2 separate regions of the Sus scrofa genome follow, and region 1 is linked to region 2. The links are chromatin contacts, called in public Hi-C maps. All regions are on one chromosome and are shown on one strand. Each heading gives the region's core, a stretch centred on a gene start, on an enhancer-like site or on the middle of the called end of the contact. The rest is flanking DNA. Distances are from core to core; before and after follow the strand shown. Region 1 holds the start of BDNF (brain derived neurotrophic factor). Region 2 holds the start of METTL15 (probable methyltransferase-like protein 15).

The links. Hi-C and Micro-C count contacts between places; a contact is called where the count stands out from the background.
Region 1: a contact with region 2 is called in a Hi-C map of embryonic fibroblasts, with 2.4 times the contacts expected there. The contact joins the promoter of BDNF here to the promoter of METTL15 in region 2. A contact is called at or near these places in 1 of 5 promoter capture datasets (fetal skeletal muscle), 4 of 47 Hi-C or Micro-C datasets (embryonic fibroblasts and epiblast stem cells) and 1 of 2 datasets of contacts at active chromatin or transcription factors (skeletal muscle).

The regions. Positions count from the first base shown.
Region 1 is chr2:32,642,863-32,649,063 of Sscrofa11.1, reverse strand. BDNF (brain derived neurotrophic factor) reads right to left here and starts at 4,403. Exons shown (of 2, transcript NM_214259.2): 1 at 4,259-4,403.
Region 2 is chr2:32,241,739-32,248,028 of Sscrofa11.1, reverse strand. It overlaps METTL15 (probable methyltransferase-like protein 15), which reads left to right and starts at 3,955. Exons shown (of 7, transcript XM_005654689.3): 1 at 3,955-4,098. The coding sequence starts at 3,960. KIF18A (kinesin-like protein KIF18A) reads right to left here and starts at 3,956. Exons shown (of 17, transcript XM_003122903.4): 1 at 3,835-3,956.

The DNA.
Region 1 (6,201 bases), core at 3,154-5,653, 400 kb before region 2:
ACTCTTTTCTTTCAAGCAGACTAAAACTGTTCTTTTGTCTACTCTGGGACTAACTTCCTTAACATCAAATGTTAAGGAACTACCTGTGTATTACCTTTTCGTTTTGAACATCTTCAATATTCTTGAAGCTTAGTAGATTAAGTCCATTAAAGCTGCTGGCTGTTACATTCCACAAGTTCACTACCTGGATATAGAGCTATGGATTTATGCATGTGAAGGATATTTACAGAAGGTTCCAAAGACAAATAAAGCTCTTGGCTATACTATCAGGTGGGCATGCCCAGCTTGCTGTGTGGTGCTAAACTACAAAACAGAGCTATTTGTGTTTAAAAGAAATGAGATTATCAATCATCTGCCTTTTGACTATTGAAAAGCTGGGACACTTCTCAAAGATTCCAGGAAGAAGAGAATAACTAATGGTGCCCCTATTAAACAGAAAACTCAGGACTTTGAGCCCAGATTTTAGAAATCTGCATTATTAACAGGACTTCCTCCCCTCCCTCCTGGTGAATCAGAATGAACCAGCAATATTCCATCACCTCTCCACCCCTCTTTGGCCATTTTGAGATTTGGCCAATTAACTCACTTAGTATAAATGAATCATTTAAGGTGATCATTGCATTTTAAGCAAATGACCACTTTTGATTACTTCTATTTGCAAGTATAAGTTATACTTATTGAAAAGACATCCTAAAACAGTTCCTAAATGCTTTATTTTCTGGATACTCAAGTGTTGACCCACTATAAATCTTAAATGACCTTAAATATCACCTTAAAATAAACAAGATTTCCAGTTGGTAATTCAGCTCTGGATGGGCAAAGAAAGGCTTCAAAGGTATGTGAAAAATTACTCTGTTATTGTGCTTTCAAAAAAATGTGATGTCTAAGTGTGGCTGCAATGTTCTAATGCTTCAAAACATGTACGTAAGTCTTGTTTATCTGGAAATCATTTCTTTCTGCTTATATCATTTATAAATAGAAAATGTTCTGTAACAGCTTAAAATAGCTCTACATACATAATGCTTCTCTTGTCATAATACTTAGAACTGGTCTATATTTACCAACATTTATCACATTTTGCAAAATAAAGTGGAAGGAAAAAAGACAACGACTTTATGGCCCTGGAATTCCAGTAATGGTGACCAACGTGTTTTAAATTCCAGTAAAGGTTATGGTTACATTTCAACAAGTGTCTCTTTCCTTTCTCTTGCCTCCACTGCTAGTCCCCAGTAAACTTACAAAAGGATCTTAAAGCAAGGTATTTGCAAATCAAGGACCAGGAGTTAGTGTTTCAAAGGAGTGTGGTTACCAGGGCCAAAACTTTGTGATCTACTACTTGCAGTAATAACAATAACTTGAGGTGCTACATTCCATAATCTCAAAAAACTTCCCCAAAATGACAATGTTGCATGAGGTAACATCGAGGGTTCCCATGTTTAGACCAATTAAATCTGTAATGATGCCTTAATAAAGACAAATGCAAAAAATTTAAGTACGTATAAATGTAACTAAGGCCAAAATGGCCTGACTGTATAACAAACTCATATAAATTGGGGGGAGATAAAAATAAAGGAGAGGGAGTACTTTCCAAATAGTCTAGCCAATTTGAAGGTCTCATTTAATAACAGTGTATTCTATTAAAAATCAAAATGCAGTGAAAAAAAAAAAAATCAACGTTCCCAATTACATACTGCTTTGCTTTTAAAGATAACTATACTAGGAGAACTAATAAACACTCGGAAATATGCTTTTCTTTGCTTCTGGCCAAGAACATTCCTGCATTCTTGTCAGGAAATGTTCACTGTTTACTGCTGACACCGAGGAATAAGTGTAAGATACCTGAAGGACCTTAAATGAGATCCAGGGAGCCCTAACACACTATCAACCGTAGGCTGTCAAAGTTCCCCAGCTCAAGGAAAACTATGCATTGAAGCCAAAAAGGAGCATTGAATCGAAATTCAACCAAGTCAGAAGCGTCATTCAACAAGTCCCTCCTACCAGCAGCTAACGAGGGGATCTGGCAAAGCCACTTCCCCGCCCCCAGCCTCCCTCCCCCTGCAGCTGCTCCGGGCAGCGTGGCCGGCAGAGGGCAGCCTCTACCTTCCCTAGCGCAGCTCTCCCTGCCCCCTCCTCCTCCAGGCCCCTCCAACAGCGTCCCTCCACCCCACTCCACCCCCAACACACAAACATCGCATCCTCAGACGGCGACTCCGGTTCGCCCCAGCAGCTCCAAGGCTTTTCTTCCCTAGGGGTGCCCCCAGTCTGCAACTCCCCTTCTCGACCGTCTGGCAAAAAGCCTCCAACCGTCAGCTGTATCTTTCCAGGCACAGTTCACTCACCCATTTCCTCTTCCCGACTCTGCATCCCAAGAGACCCACCCGAGTCGGAACACTCCCAATCCTTCTCAACCCCCCCAAAATCAAAACTTTTTACTTTCCGGGAAGGTGCCCCAAGGGAGAGAAGGTATGGGGACAGGCGTGGGCACAGTTGGCCCCGGAGTCCGACAGCCCCTTTTAGATTCAAGCTGCAGGAGTGTCCCAAGTTTCCCAAGATACAGACAGTGGCATTGGACGTGGATGGGTCCGCTTTGATGTCAACTTCTGAGGAGCAGGTGACCGTGTGTAGCCCGGCTGGAGTCTCAGGGACTGGGATGCCGGCTTAAGAAGCGTGCTCCACCCCCCGCCCCCAAAAAAATCTGCTCGGGGACCACTCAGCCCATGGGTAAGATTCATATTCCAGCCCCAACACCGTAACCTCAGTCCGGGCCCCCGACAGCTGGAGTCCTAAATCGCTCTCACGACCCCTCCTCCGCTGGGGGAGGGTTTTGGGGGACCCCAGGGAGGTGTCTTCTCCCATCGCGAAGCTCTGCTTCTCCTCGTGGCTTTCCTCTCCCCCACTTCAGGGCTTTCCAGGGTCCCTCTCCCTGGGGCTGCCCCTCTGGCTCGTGGGATGGGAAGAGAAAGCTCTACAGGAGCAACTCCGTATCTCCCCTTCTCGTGGAGGGAGGAAAGGAGTTTTTGCCTCTTCCCATAACTTCTTCAGTGCCCCCAGTCAACTTTCCCCGGCAGACGCGCGGCTCCCGCGCCAAGCCCCACGCTCGATGCTCGCCTACCTCTGGGTCCACACAAAGCTCAAGGGTCCCCAGCGGCGGAGTCACATCCTTGTCCCGCTCCTGGCCCCTGAGCCCCGCCCCGGTCCCCGTCGCGGAGCCGCTCGCCGCCGGCCCCACAGCAGCGTTGGCAGCTGCAGTTCAAGCGTCTCATCAAAGCTTCACAAGGAGGAGCTGGGGGGCGCGCAGGGCCGGCTCCTCGGCCCCGCCCGGGAGCCCGCGGCGCGACGGGGTGCGCGGGACAGCTAGCCGGCGGGTGCGCCCCGGCGCGGCGGCGTCTGCAGCGCGGACTAGGAGCTCCAGCCTGCGCCTGGAGCCGGGGTCAGACATTATTTAGCTCTTCGGTTGAGCTTCTATTGGTCAAACGGCGCCGCCCCCCCCGCCCCCCTCCTCCCGCTCGCCCGCGCCACCGAGACCCGTGCGGGGTGGCTGCTTAAAGGGAACGCCGCGCCTTTTCCTCTCCCCCAGCTCGGCCCCTAGGACTCCCTGGGCTGCTGGGGCTCCCCTGGCCCGCGCGCCGCGTTCCGCCTTTCTTCTCGGCCCCGCGACGTGACCCCGCGAGCCCCGCGCCCGTACCTAGGGCGCCCCATCAGGACCGCGCGCCACGCCCGCCGTCGGGAGGAGTGACCTAGTCCCGGCCCGGGGGAACCCCGCGTCCGGTGCCCTCCGCGGAAGCCCTGGCTCTGCGCGCGGGGGCGCGAGGGAGTAAGCGGGAATCCAGCGCCCCCGGGGTCTCGCTCCCCTCCCTGGCCACTCCCTACGCCCCATCCCAGCACCCAAGTTCTGTGGGAGAGGGCGTGCGTTTCCCGGGCCACAGACACACCTTCCCGCACCTTCCGGCACGACGGAGCTGGCAAATGTGAGCACACAATGAAATCGCACAGAGCATGGGGGCTATTGGTTTACTCCGCTGCCTTAAACACACGGGCTTAAACAGAGTTCGTGCACTGACCTCTCCGGAGTTTGCCTAATAGGAATTCGATCAAGATAATAACGGCATTTTTTATTAATGAACGCCCCCAGATAACGTTACACCAAGTTACTTGCTCCAGCCAAGAAGCCGAGGCAATGACAGATCTCACTAAAGCCACACGGTTTCTAGCCGACCAGAGAAAAACGGAAAGAGATAGAAAGAAAAAAGAAACCCACCTTTTCAGTCACTACTTGTCAAAGTAAACATCAAGGCAGCTGCTCTGGGGAAGACTTCGGCCCCGAAATCCCCAGACTCTATTATTTTTTCACGTTCCCTTTGGTCAAAAAGAAGGGGTAGGGGGGAATCTTTGGTGCCCGGTTTGTACTCCTTCTGTTCTGCAGCAAAGAAGTTAAATTATTGATAGTGGAAATTGCATGGCGGAGGTAATACTCGCACCCCCTGAGCGAGGAGCTCCATTTGATCTCGGCAGAGGCAGGGAGATTTCATGCTAGCTCGCCGGGGGGAGCGGCTGCGCGAGCAGCCCTCTCCGGGTGAATGAGAAAGTGGGTGGGAGTCCACGAGAGGGCTCCACGGTGCCTTGACGTGCGCTGTCATATGATACCTCCGCTGCCTCGAAATAGACACTCTAGTGCACGAATTACCAGAATCAAAATTCAGCGCATTTAAAATGATACATCTTTTATTAGAAGAGTTCCGTTCCAGGGCATTGCATGGTTCTGCAGATGTTTTCACTTCCCTCCCTAGCAAACTTACACACATAAACCAACCCTTTTAATAATGAACCTGGGCAGCAAAGATAAATAAAAGGCCTTCTGTTTCAACGTGTGTGTGTGTGTGTGTGTGTGTGTGTGTGTGCGCGCGCGCGCGCGCGCAGGGGGTAGTTGACTCAGTTAATCCTCCCCTCGAGCCCCTCCCCCCGCAGCAGAAGAGCAAACTGTCTGTCGGATACTTATTTGTCGGTAGCCAAGACCCTTGGAGAGAACTTAAGTGGCTAGGGTCCAGAGAATCATTTTCAATTTGCCATTGGACGAACGCTTTCAACTGTCTACCTGGGTTCCTGCTTTAAAGCTGAATTTCCTTTCCATTAATTCAACCGACTCGTAGGTCTGCACTAGGACAGACCTTAAAATTTAGAATAAGGAAAAAAACAGCGGTGATTAACTAGGAGTTCTTGGACCACCTCCGAGCATAGCAAATCACCTGGGTGCCTATTAAAATGCAGATTTCTCCTCTAGAAATTGTGATTTACGAAGGGTGGGGCAGCGTCCAGAAATTAGCATTTTTAAAAGCACAGCAAGCAACTGGGATGCAGAAAATATGAGGTTGCATTGTGAGAAACATTTTCTTAAGGGTTGCCTAAATGGGAGTTAGAGGACTCTCCCATTTCCCCCAAATTTGGTAGTCAGGATTGCATCTGTGCATTTTTTTTCTGTAATCTCAAAGGGGTTTGACCTAATAATTGCTAAGACTCATTGCTTTAAGAATGTCTCTAAACACTCCACAACATTAATTTGGGGGAAGGGAAAGATTTATTAACAGTTTCCCTTCCTAGACCCTCTTGTGGTTATCAAGAATGTGCTGTTGAACTGAATATATAATATCATATACTCAGTTCAGTTTACCTAACAGTTTCTAGTTTTAAAAAAATGAATGCACTTATATTGTTTTAGAGCTTCTAAAGACCAGTTATAGAAATTAGTATTCTTATTTTATAAAGAACCCGAGGCTCAGTGCCACGAAATAATTTGCCCAAGTTCACACTGCTAAATGCCAGAGATGAGACTTTAATAAATCAGAAACTCCAGCTAGAAAGATCCCTGCCTCTCCCACCCCCTAAAAAGGGAAGCTATCTGTTTCTTGGAAGTGTTATCAGGATGTGTGATCTTTTGGAGCAGTCTTTGCAAATTGTTGGACTGAATAGTCAAATTATTCAAATATATGCAGATTCTTAGAGTGTCACACATTTAGCTTTGCACTTCTATCAACTTAACAGTATACATGACCAATACAAACTACCCTACAGCACAGATGGTGAAGTATATTGTGGAATACTTAATGGGAAATAGGCAAGCTAGACGGAAGCAATAAAGGACAGAGGCCATGAAGCCTGGCTTGGCCACCTCAGAGAACCTCTACATTGATTCCCAAGGGTATAGGC
Region 2 (6,290 bases), core at 2,706-5,205:
CCATTTCTCGGGCCACTCCTGTGGCATATGGAGGTTCCCAGGCTAGGTGTCTAATCAGAGCTGTAGCCGCTGGCCTACGCCAGAGCCACAGCAATGCAGGATCTGAGACACATCTGCAACCTACACCACAGCTCATGGCAATGCCGGATCTTTAACCCACTGAGCAAGGCCAGGGATCGAACACATAACCTCATGGTTCCTAGTTGGATTCGTTAACCTCTGAGCCACGATGGGAACTCCTATGTTAATCATTACATTATCACTTAAGGGTAACATTCAATTTTCTGGGAGACTGACTTAAATAGACAAGCTAATTCTTCTGTTATGTTTAATGAAGAGGTGTTAAATTCTTTTCAATAGCTGAAAGTTAGCTATTGTTTACCTTAGATAAAATTTAAGCCAATTAAATCAAAGATTATATGAAAGTATAATAATAATTTTATTTAATTCATTGATTGCATGTAGTGATACCATCTTTAAAAGAAATCAGATCATGTTATGCACCTCATGTTGTTCTCCTGCTCTAAACTCTCCAATGAGAGTTCCCAGCATAAAAATAAAGTACAAACTCCTTACTATGTCCTGTAGGCTTTATATCTGGCCTCTGTCTACCTCTCCATCTCCTTTTTGATTATTCTGTTTCAGTCACACTGCCCTTCTTAGTATTCTTTAGACACTCAGTCTCATTTCTGGTCTCATAGCCTTTGTACTTTCTCTTCTCTTTGCCTGGAAGACTTTACCTTCAGATTTTGCAAATCTTAATCCTTCAATTTATCATTCAGGTCTCTGTTCAAATGTCACTTCATGGAGGCTTTCCCTATAGATTCCATTCAAAACAGTGTCACCCTGTCCTTGACTTTCCAATCCTTTACCTGCTTTATTTTTCTTCCTAAAACCTAGACTAATTGGAAAATACACATTTTGTTTACATATTTGTTGATTATTTCCCTTCTAAAAAGTAAGCACTGTCAGAGTATGGACTTCATCTATACCCCAGAACCTAGAACAGTTTGTCAAATATTCAGGATTTATTACATATATGTTGAAAAATTGAATGAATGAACTAATGCAGATTTTCAAGACATGTGCACAAAAAACAAGAGCAGAATAGTGAATGTGGCATTCAACCACTCATATTTCCAAAAGATACTTACATATTTATACATGTATGGGCTCTCTCAGGAAGAGAATACAAGAAATTAGTAACAACAGTTGCTTAATGGTGGGAAAATAAGAAGGTCTGGGTGACAGGCAGGCTTACTTTCTACTGCATACTTTTTATACTTGTTTGGATTTTAAACAAGTCTCGGTATTTTTATTTCAAAAGCAAAACAAAAAGGGAGTTCCCATCATGGCTCAGCAGAAGCGAATCTGACTAGTATCCATGAGGAGACAGGTTCAATCCCCCGGCCTCCCTCAGTGAGTTAAGGATCTGGGGTCATTGTGAACTGTGGAGTAGGTTGCAGATGTGGTTCAGATCCTGCATTGCTGTGGCTCTGGTTTAGGCTAGCAGCTACAGCTCTGATTCAACCCCTAGCCTGGGAACCTCCATATGCCGAGGGCATGGCCCTAAAAAAAAAAAAGACACACGAAAAAGGCAAAACAAAAAAAAGATTAAAATTTACTTTAAATACAAGCTTTCATTTGGTAATAATTATGTAATTCTTGCAATTATGCTCTTATTCTACAAATAGAAACGTGCCAAGCAATTTACACACTTCTCATTTAATCCCTGTAACAATCCTATGATACTAGCATTATTATCATAGCTATTTTATAGAGAGAGACACAGTAGTACAGAGAGAACAAGTTAACTGGCTATAGTCACACAATGGAAGCACAAGACATGGGATTTGAACTCAGACTGATTGAATCTAAAGCTCAAGAATTTAGTCAACACTCTCCGTGATGTAAATACATAACCCGCAGACATTTTCTGATAGAAGTTAAAACAATTGCCTATTTTTGATAGAATGAATGGTAATAAAACTGAAAGTTCATGATTTCTCTGTGCTTGTTAAGTATCACAAAGTATCTATTCTCAGCAACCATGTTTATACCATTAATTGAGAACTCTTGGATTAGAATGGTATGGCGATAACTAGTAATAATAAACAACCATTATCATTTGGGCACACTCTCTATTCCAGGCATTATGGTAAACAGGTGACATTTATCATTTCATTCAAACCTTAAAATCATATAAAGTAGACTCTATTATTGTCTCCATTATACAAAAAACAGAGACTTGGCTTTAGTATAAAGAATTTTTTCAAGATGTCATAGCAAGAAAAGCCAGAATGTGGATCCAGGTTCAAATTCAAAGTCCATGTTCTTAATAACTATCAATGCTCTATTAGAATCAGAACAGAAGGCTTTTAAACAATGGAACAGAAATGTATGACTTTTCTCGAAGGTGGTATGACAGAGTTATCAATTATTTCTTTTCTTTCTTTCTTTCTTTTTCTTTTCTTTTTTGGTCTTTTAGGGCCGCACCTGCAGCATATGGAGGTTCCCAGGCTAGGGGTCGAATCAGAGCTGTAATCCCTGGCCTACTCTGCAGCAATGCCAGATCCAAGCTGCAGCTGAGACCTATACCAAAGCCCATGGCAATGCTGGATCCTTAACCCACTGAATGAGGCCAAGGATCGAACCTGTATCCTCATGGATGCTAGTCAGATTAGTTTATGCTGGGCCACAATGGGAACTCCATAAATTATTTCTTAAATACAAATTCATATCTGAATTAGATTCAAATCCAACAGACATTTTTTTTTTTTTTTTTTTTAAGGACCAGGAACTATCCTCTACCCTATCATGCATAGTCTCTATGCAACATAAACCTCTTACTGGAAATAACTTTCATGTTAAAGCCAATGCTTCTACTTAGATTTAAGCATCAAGGAGAAACTTCCCCAAATACAAGGTGGAGGCGCTGACTGTAGTGGAACAACACTACCAACTAAAATCTGTAGTATTCCTCACACACTCTACCTGATTGTTAATAGTTAGTAACCTAAACCATATATGTACTGTACAACTAAATTATTAAATTCTGGTCAAATAATCTCTTCTCACAGAGTAAACAGCACTGTCTTCACTTCTGTGAAACTGAGTACCTAATGAGTTCCTCAAGGCAAGTCTCTCAGAAACTAAGATTAAAAGGTAGAAATGATTCTCAGTGCTTAAAGTCCCTTTCTCTTGCGGAGCACTCTGTCATCCAGAATCCCTTCTGAAGCTCACCTGATCCTCAGCAACCCCGTTAGGCAGTGCTGGCAGGTCCTACCTTGATGCTACAACTGGGGCTCAGGGCCGGTTCCCGGCCAGGCTAACAGCAGAACCTCGCCGGACAAAAAGTTTATAAATTTGTGAACCAAAGCTCCTCATTTGACAGTTAAGCCCTGAGTTACATTTACATCTGTGTCTGAAACAAAACACTCTGCAGTGCGGAAGAAACTTTACACTGTAAGGTGCCGGACAGTTAAAGTGCTCTGCCAAAGTCTGGGACAGCGGCCAGGATGCCCTTTAACATTTCCGACTTCCTCAGAATTTAAAGCAGAAGATCCCTGCCCTTTCTGTTAAGCAGTCGAGGTCTCCCAATCTGGCACAGTCACATTTTAGTGGGTTCTCGAGTTTCTTCTTTCACTTTCACCTCAGGGACCCTAACCAGGCCCACCCTCCCCCCACCGCCCCACTTAACGCTTCCCTGTTTGTCAACAAGCCCACACGGTCCTCTTCCCCTGATGCCTCGGGACCCCTCCACTTCCAGAGAGACAGGTCATTCAAAAAATCTTCCCCGAGACCAGAATTTTTCTCCTCTTGCCTTTCACTTACCTCAGGCCCAGGACAAGTTACGGAGACACTTAACTTCAAGGTCCGCCTGCCGGCGTTTCAAACTCAGCCACGAGATTCAAACCTAAGCCAGCTTCCTCAGCGCCTCGTTTCATTGGCTGGTTTTCATGACGTCATCACGCAAGACTTCGCGATGGCGCGCGGCAGTTTGGCGCCTGGAGTCTCAGAGGCGCTGCGGAAGGGTAGTTGCCTGGCTTCGCGTCACCGTGGCAACGAGAACAGCAGTTTCCGGAGGTGTTGGCCGAGGTGGGCGGGGCTAAACCGGAGCTGCAGGTGGGAGGCAGCCACCTGGGATCTTCAGGCAGCCTTTCGACTGCGGGGTGCGGGGCCGATCTGTCCCAGGGTTCTGGGTGTGAGTGAGATGGGTATTGGCAGGGGTTGGCGGTTCCCCTCTCCTAGGGGCAGTGGCGGAGCCTGTTGGGTGTGGATAAATGGGTTCTGGGTGTTTATTTTCTCCTTTCCTCTATTCGGAAATGAGGTCTTCAAGGAACAGGTCCAGGATCTGAAGGTATAGGGACCTGTTTCTTCTGGCGACTTACACTTTCACTTGGACCAAACTGGGGTCAATTCGTCTCAATTAATTGAAAGTTCAGGATTTTTGGTTTGAGGGCCCAGGCCTACCCCCTTAGTATTGACTGTGAAACTATTTGTTGTATGGCTGTTTTTTACATTTCTTTCTAATGCTGGCGTTACAAAATAAATTCATTTAAATTTATTGGCCTAGTTCATTGTTGGATGGAGTAGGATTTTAAGTCCCAGGTTGTAGGTATTATTTTAGAATGCACACCTTAAAAAAAAAAAAACTGGAAAAAAATGGGAAATGTATTTTCTAAGAGAATTCACCTTTTATTTCTCAAGGTGTGTGTGTGTGTGTGTGTGTGTGTAATTTTTTTAATGGCCACAACCGTGGCATATGGAATTTCCCAGGTCTGGGACTGCATTTGAGCCCCAGCTGTGACCTACTCCACATCTGCAGCAGTGCTGGATACTTTAAGCCACTGCATTAGGCCAGGGATAGAACTTGAGTGTCCACAGTGATCTGAGCCTCTGCAGTCGAATTCTTAACCCACTGTGCCACAGTGGGAACTCCTCAGGATATTTTTAATAGTATGGTCTGAGTTTTATTGTTGTTCTTTATGTTCTTGTTGTATCTGTTGATTTAGCAGTTATTATTGTAGATTTTAAAGACATACTAGCACACAATTGAGTCAAAAATCCCTGCCCTCTTGGAGTTTATATTCTAGTGATTCAACATCACCATGTATGTTGGATAGTACAATACTAAATGAAAAGTATTATAGGTGAAACCTTCATATTATAGACATTTTTTCTTATTGAAAATCAGAAGCACTATTGTATATGATGCATGTTATATGATTGTTTGTGAATGGTGGATAGAGTATCAGCAAAGCTACTAATTGTTGGCTGTATTACATATATCTTAGCTAATGAGATAGTGATTTGTATGGTACTGGGTATTGTATAAAATTGAGAAGCCTTTTTATTTTATTTCAAATATGTACTCTATAGTCTGCCTTTGACATCTCGGGCATTTTATTTAATTGTACATATGTTAATCTAATTATTTAATTCTCAAAACAGCCTATGAAATGTAGATACTATCCATTTTACTGAAGGGACACTAGAGTTTTCGGAAAATCTCTAAAGGAAAATATTTCTCTTGAACTGTACAACCTAGCCAATTCAGAATGGAGTCATTTGTTTCTGAAATACTTTCTAGAGTAAGTGATATCAATATGCTATCTTAATCTATTCTGAAAATAGACATGTTTGTCAATTTCTTGTAAAATTTCGTTGATTGCTAGTGAATAAGTAAGTAGAAGTGTTTCAAATTGTGTCTCTTTTGACAAGCACATTATAGGCTGACCAGTCTTGCAGGTGTTTCCAGGTGCTAAGTGCTTACTTTACATTTAATGTTAAATTTTGCCCTACACTTGCTAGTTAAAACAGTGGTCAGATGATGAGGTCCATATTCTTAAGCAACTGCAGATTTAGTTAAAGCAGAGAAATTTTAACATTACAATCAATGCCATTACAAGTGCCAGCTGGTTTCTCTTTAGTTTGGCAAGACATTAAGGATTAAAACAGAAAGGATAAGAGGCTAGAGCGTATTTGGTAACAAAATGAAGGGAAAAGAATATAAACTTTCCAAACATGTAGTGCTAAGACAGAAAGTTCCACCTTTTGTTAGAAATTACTGTATAACTAACCGCTGTGTTATTTAAAACACGGAAATTTACATAGGTTCATAGTAAACTGAAAAGAGTCGAGAGAAGGATAAAGTAAAAGTGAGATTTGAAGTGGCAGTGAGATTTTATATATATATATATATATATATATATATAAAGAAAAGTAAAAGTGGATTTAAACCTGGTAATGGTAGGAACTACATTCCATCCCTCCCCCAGGAACACCAT